Regions from separate parts of the Capra hircus genome. Here region 1 is linked to region 2. A link is a contact called in public Hi-C data. All regions are on one chromosome and are shown on one strand. The core of a region is the stretch at or near the end of the contact, and the rest is flanking DNA. Distances in the headings are between cores, read along the strand shown.

What was found. A called contact is a pair of places that touch in the nucleus more often than the background predicts.
Region 1: a contact with region 2 is called in a Hi-C map of blood, with 2.7 times the contacts expected there. The contact joins the enhancer-like site here to the promoter of TG in region 2. A contact is called at or near these places in 4 of 5 Hi-C or Micro-C datasets (blood and liver).

Annotation. Positions count from the first base shown.
Region 1 is chr14:73,815,260-73,818,407 of ARS1.2, reverse strand. All of the region lies in intron 1 of WISP1 (WNT1-inducible-signaling pathway protein 1), which reads right to left. Among named protein-coding and RNA genes, the nearest start is that of WISP1, 13 kb to the right of the region's middle. Within about 2 kb of position 1,832, at least 2 of the 5 cell types and tissues checked have an H3K27ac peak or open chromatin away from gene starts, as enhancers often do.
Region 2 is chr14:73,522,224-73,525,161 of ARS1.2, reverse strand. It overlaps TG (thyroglobulin), which reads right to left and starts at 1,643. Exons shown (of 48, transcript XM_018058585.1): 1 at 1,541-1,643; 2 at 528-636; 3 at 1-82. The coding sequence starts at 1,607.

The DNA.
Region 1 (3,148 bases), core at 583-3,082, 290 kb before region 2:
GACCCGTGGAACACACGCCATTCTGTGGTTTCGTGGGGTGACACTGGGCTCCGTAACTGAAAATGGGTTACTTCGCTTTTCATGTTTTGTGAGAAAGACTCAAAAGCAACAACAACAACAAATAAATTAAAAAAAAAAAAGACTGGCTCCCCATGGTAAGACCCCTAAATGTCTGCTGGGGACTGAATGTTATGTCGCCCACAGATCCCTATGTTGGCATTCTAACTGCTCTAAAGGTGGTCTTAGGGTGTATATGTGTGCGCTCAGTCATGTCCAACTCTTTACAACCCTATGGACTGTAGGCAACCAGGTTCCTCAGTCCATGGGATTCTCCAGGCAAGAATACTGGAGTGGGTTGCCATTGCCTCCTCCAGAGGATCTTCCTGACCCAGGGACTGAACCTGCACCTTCTGCATTGGCAGGCACATTCTTTACCATTTGAGCCACAAGGTGGAGCCTCTGGCGGTGATTGGGTCATGTGGGTGGACCCCTCATGGGTCAGTGCCCTTATGAAAGGGACCCCAGAGTGCCTCATCCCTTCCACCATCTGAGGACACAGCAAGAAGATGCCAGCTATGAAAAGGGGCCTCACTGGGATGTGGCCATGCCGGCCTTGACCGTGGATTTCGAGCCTCCAGAGCTGTGGGCAACGAGTCTGTAAGCCGCCCAGTGTGTGTGGTGCTTTCCTACAGCAACCCACATGGACCGAGACCGTGCCCGACACTGCACCCTCTGGATAAGGCGGGCACTCGGTGGGCAGGTTCAAAGCAATCAATTCAGTCATAGTTACTGGACAAACTTAAGCAGATTAAATTTAAGAAGGGAAAAACTAGAAGAATGTTCAATCGAAGACCCCACAGGAAACCCTGCGTGTATAATTTGGGGGTGATGTTTAGAAGTGGGCAGTGACTGAATTTTCTGATGTTCTCCAACTCCCTGAAAATAGATCCAGGAACATGTAAATCCATCCTTTGACTTTTACCAACAGTTTCACTTCATGTTTACACAAATGGGTGGTGGTGGGTATGGTAGCAGAGAGTAGGAGGCTGGCGGTGGTGGGGTGCCACCCAGGAGACCTTAATCATCCTGCTAGATGAGGGAGCTGAACCCCACCATCCTTGGAAGGTGTGTGCAATTCATCGGTGAGTGGGGCCCTGGGACCAGGAGGTAAGGGCGGGGCGTCTGCAGTGAGCAGAACCCATTTCCCAAGGCTGTGTGACCTGGGTCTGGACTCGCCCTCTCTGAGCGTCTGTGTGCTCGTGTGTAAAAGCAGTAATGATAACAACATCCTCCAGCAGCCCTAATGAGCAGTTATAGCCTTACCCCGATTTCACAGGTGAGGAAACTGAGGCTCAGGGTGTTGAAGTAACTTGCTCAGGGTTTTGAAGCTGGGAAAGTGTCCCCAGAATGTCCCTTCAGGGGACTTGTCACCAGGCTGCCCTACCCCCTCATTCATTCACATTAGTATTCACACATTCATTCCTCCATCCTCCCATCACACACATGCACCAAGCACCTCCTGCATGGCTGGGCTGGTACTCAGATGGACACAGCGTGGTCCTTACCCCAAGGCAGTCACAGTGCAGACACATTTATAAGATTGCAACGTAGGGTGGTGACAGCTGCAATGCACTTGAGCCCAAGTTGCCAGGGGGTCCCCTAAAGAGGATATGGGAGACTCTTGGGGAGTTTTCAGGGACAGGATGCTGTTTCTCAACGCCCGAGTGCCCAGCGCTGCTCCTGGCACGCCCCGGGCAAGCGCTCCGTGAACAGAATAGTCCAGAGTTTAGCTTGCTCACGTGTGGGCGGCCATACCCCAATGCTCCACCAGGGGGCAGGGTTGAGACAGGAATGGCCTGAGCCGGCCCCAGCTGAGCCCTGCGGGCTTTAAGGAAAGGGTTCCCTATTTGGAAGCAGTTTCTGCTCATTCCTTCACTGATAAGAGAGGGCTGGGGGCAGTGGGAGGATGTGGACCCAGGCCAGAGCCCAGAGCTGGGGGCACCCTGTGGCCTGCCCTTCCCTTATATCTTATATCCTTTGATGTAAGTAACAGGCAGCTACCACGTGGGTTGGTGGGCACATTTTCTGAGCTCCTCCTCCTCAGCATGTACCCCCCGGCATCTATACCCGGGGCCCAGGTAGGGATGCCCTGCAGTGGAGCCTCTGTCTTGGGCAGCTCTTAGCTCAGCCCCTGCAGGACACCTGGCCTGAGTGTTCAGAGGACCCAGCCCTGCTGAGTCTTCCACGCTCACTGCCACACCAACGGCAGGATCTCCAGGGACCTGGAGACCCAGGCACTGACTCAGCGCTGGCCAGGCTGCCTGTCATGGCTGATGGAAGGTTTGTTGAGATTTTCTGCTAATTGGTTTTTATCAACAGGCAGTCTTGTGAGCTTCTGGTTGGGAAAGTAGCCTTTATATGGAGAAGATAGAAGCGGCAAGAAGCCAGAGTTCTTTCCAAACGATAAACTCTCCGGCATTCTTTCATTTATCAAATGTATGTAAAGCATCTGCGGAGTTCTCAGTACAAAGCCAGAGGGAGCGGCCAGCCTTCCAGGGAGCCAGGAGCATGAAGAAGGCAACTGCCTTACAAAGCAAAGGACCAGACACCAGCCCCCTGGGACATCCCCCCACACAGCATTTTTGTAACCAAGTAGAATGGATTCTGGAGAAGGCAATGGCATTACTCCAGTACTCCTGACTGGAAAATCCCATGGACAGAGGAGCCTAGAAGGCTGCAGTCCATGGGGTCGCTGAGGGTCGGACACGACTGAGCGACTTCACTTTCACTTTTCACTTTCATGCATTGGAGGAGGAAATGGCAACCCACTCCAGTGTTCTTGCCTGGAGAATCCCAGGGACGGGGGAGCCGGTGGGCTGCCGTCTATGGGGTCACACAGAGTCGGACACGACTGAAGTGACTTAGTAGCAGTAGCAGAATGGATTCTACACTTTTAAAAAGTTGTAAAAAACAAAAAAGAATATTCCATGGAGAGCCTATAGTCCACAAAGCTTAGAATATTTACTATCTGGTCTTTTTAGGGAATGCTCACTTCCCTGGTAGTCCAGTGGTTGAGAATCTGCTTGCCAATACACGGGACACCGGTTCAATTCCTGGTCCAGAAAGATCCCACATGCTGCGGGACAAT
Region 2 (2,938 bases), core at 394-2,893:
GGGCTGCCGGCTACCAGGCACTTCCCTGCCATCAGCGTCCACACACCAGCAGGAGGCCCCATCCTTCCCGCACTGGACGGTCCTGAAGACAGGAGCCACAATCAGGTACCCTTCTTCCTTTTCCTTCCCTCCACGCTTTAATTCATTTCAGTTAGGAAAAAGACTGGTGTGGAGCGGGACTGGTGGCTCCAGTTGAAGTCAGGGAGGAGAGGGGGCATCGGAATGTAAATCGTTGGATCATTGGCGAGTAAATCACCGCCGCCACCACCACCCCATGCACCCTTGTTAAAACAAGTACAGTAAAAAGTTTTGGCAGGAAAGGAAGGGACGTCTTTGGTTCTGGCTGGAAGGAAGCATGGATTGGGGCAACAGAGGTCAGATGACTCAGTGTTGATGGGTCTGGGGAAAGCTCCAGCGACAGCGGCCACAGGTCAGCTTCGAGGAGGAGCATAAAGGGCAGGGGGGCGGGGACAGGGAGAAGCTGGGTTTTAAGGCCCCTGGGTCCGCATGGCTGGAGGAGGCCTTACTGGAAGCTGCCGTCCTCGGCGCACTGGGGGACGTAGTCTTCTTGCCTTGCAAAAGCCCTCTCCCTCTGCAGCTCACATGGGCGGAGCGGCTGGGCGTCCACCTGGTACTCTGCACAAAGGAAGTGATGCCGCTCATGAGAGACAATCCGCTGCCTGCATTCCAGTAACGGAGACAGGCTCGCTGGAGACACAGACGCTCTTCCGGGTTTTATTTCTAGCACCATCAGCAAGCATATTTCAACTCGCAGTTTTGCAGCTACTCACAAGTTTGACATTAACTCCCCTGATCCCCAGGAAGGTGATGTCACCGTCTTACCCAGGTGGCCATGAGACTCGTTCGGAAAACTAGCCTGTTCAGGATCACACCACTGGCAAGAGAAGGATTCACAGTGGACCCTTGGGCTGTGCGTTCCCCAAGACCATGGTTGGGTCAGGGAACACCGTAAAGGAGGGATTCTTGAGTTTATCCAGGCACTCCTTGCAGACAGAGCACATTCCTGGCCTCAGTGGAGAATGCATGTAACGTGCAGGGGCTTATTCAGAAATCACAGTCACAACTGCTTCCTTTCCAGAGAGGAAACGGCTGAGCCGCAGCTATAATAGGACTCAGGTCTGTTTCACACCACGGGTAGATTTGTGTTTTTCATTACCTGCTAATACCCCATATGGACAACCTAGGACTTGAGACTGTAAAGATAATTTTAAAACAAACAGACAAACAGAGAACATAGCCAATAGCAGCATTTGCTAACAGGGTGGGGTGAGGGGAACTAGAATCCAATTAGGAAGATCTAGTTTCCCATCTCCTCTCCACTGATCACTGACTCTGTGACTTCCCAGACCCTCTGTCTCTTCCTCTGAAAAGGAGAGTGCATAACTGACCTCAGGACACTGTGAGGATGAAATGAGGTCACAGATGTTCCAAGGCCCTGGGGCAGTTCCTGGCTAACAAGGAGTTGGCCTGAGAGGTCCCTCCCAACCCGACGCTCTGAGACCGCAGGGTCAGAACTCACCAAAGATGTTGGCTGACACCAAGAAGGCTAAGTCCAGCAGACCAAAGACCCACAGGGCCAGGGCCATCTCGGGAGCCCTTCCAGGGAGAAGGGTTCGAAGCTGCTGCCCACCTTAGGGCTCTGGCCAAGGAGCCTTTATAGCACTGCTGCGGGCACTTAGCCCCCACCCACAGGCACTCAGAGAAGCAGTGCCTGCCCTGTTTTCTCTGCTGGTCACAAGGAGGTCCTCCACCTGCGTCTGTTCCCCTGGAGAACACTCATGTGGCCAGTGTGGGGGGAGAGTCTTGTGGACGCTGTAGGGGAGCAAAACTGGGGACGAGTGTATGTGAAAGTCGCTCAGTCACATCTGACTCTCTGTGAACCCATGGACTGCATCCTGCCAGGCTCCTCTGTCTATGGGATTCTCCAGGCCAGAATACTGGAGTGGGTAGCCGTTCCCTTCTCCAGGGGATCTTCCCAACCCAGGGACTGAACCCAGGTCTCCTGCATTGCAGGTAGATTCTTGACCATCTGAGCCACCAGGGAAGAACTGGGGGCATGGCTTCATAATTCATCTTCAGGGGTAAAGGCCAAAGTTTGCAACTTGGTGGGCCACACATTCAGGCCCACCATGAAAGAAACACAATGCTCCCTTCCTCCTCATCCCTGCTCCTTCCTTCCCTCTTTCTAGCCATGTTTCTTTAGCGTCTGATAGAGAAGCAGACACTATTCTAGGCCATGAGGATATGGCAGGGAACAAAACAGAGAGAGCCATTAACACAGATGTAGGGATTTTGATGAGTAAGCCAAACACACACACACTCATATTCCTAGTCATCCCCCTTTCCCCTGTCCCAGGCCTTCAGATAACCAAAAGGCAGCAGGAAGCCTGTCTTCCACACAAAGCCTGTACATCAGTGAGCTTTCTCCAGTTGCTTCTCCCATCAAAAGGTGGGGGATGGAGACAGGCTCCATGGGTTTTCAGAAGGTAGGTGGGCAGGTATGGGAGAGCACTTGGGAGTGAGGGAGATCACAGTGAGCCTTAGGTTTTAGGTAAAGATGATTTGAGAAGACGTGCTGGCATTTACTGGAGAATTAGAATCCCCCAGCTTGGCCCTCCGCAGCCCCCATTGGATGCTAAGTCACTTCAGTCGTGTCTGACTCTTTGCAACCCCATGGACTGCAGCCCGCCAGGCTCTTCTGTCCTTGGGATTCTCCAGGCAAGAATCCTGGAGCAGGTTTCCATTTCCTTCTCCAGGGGATCTTCCTGATCCAGGGATAGAACCTGCATCGCTTATGTCTCCTGCACTGGCAGGAGGGTTCTATGCCACAGTCACCATGTGGGGAGCCCAAAGCCCAAATCACACAGGCCAATTTCCGCCCAGGCTACAGAGACGCTGTAATATTACAGTGAGCCTG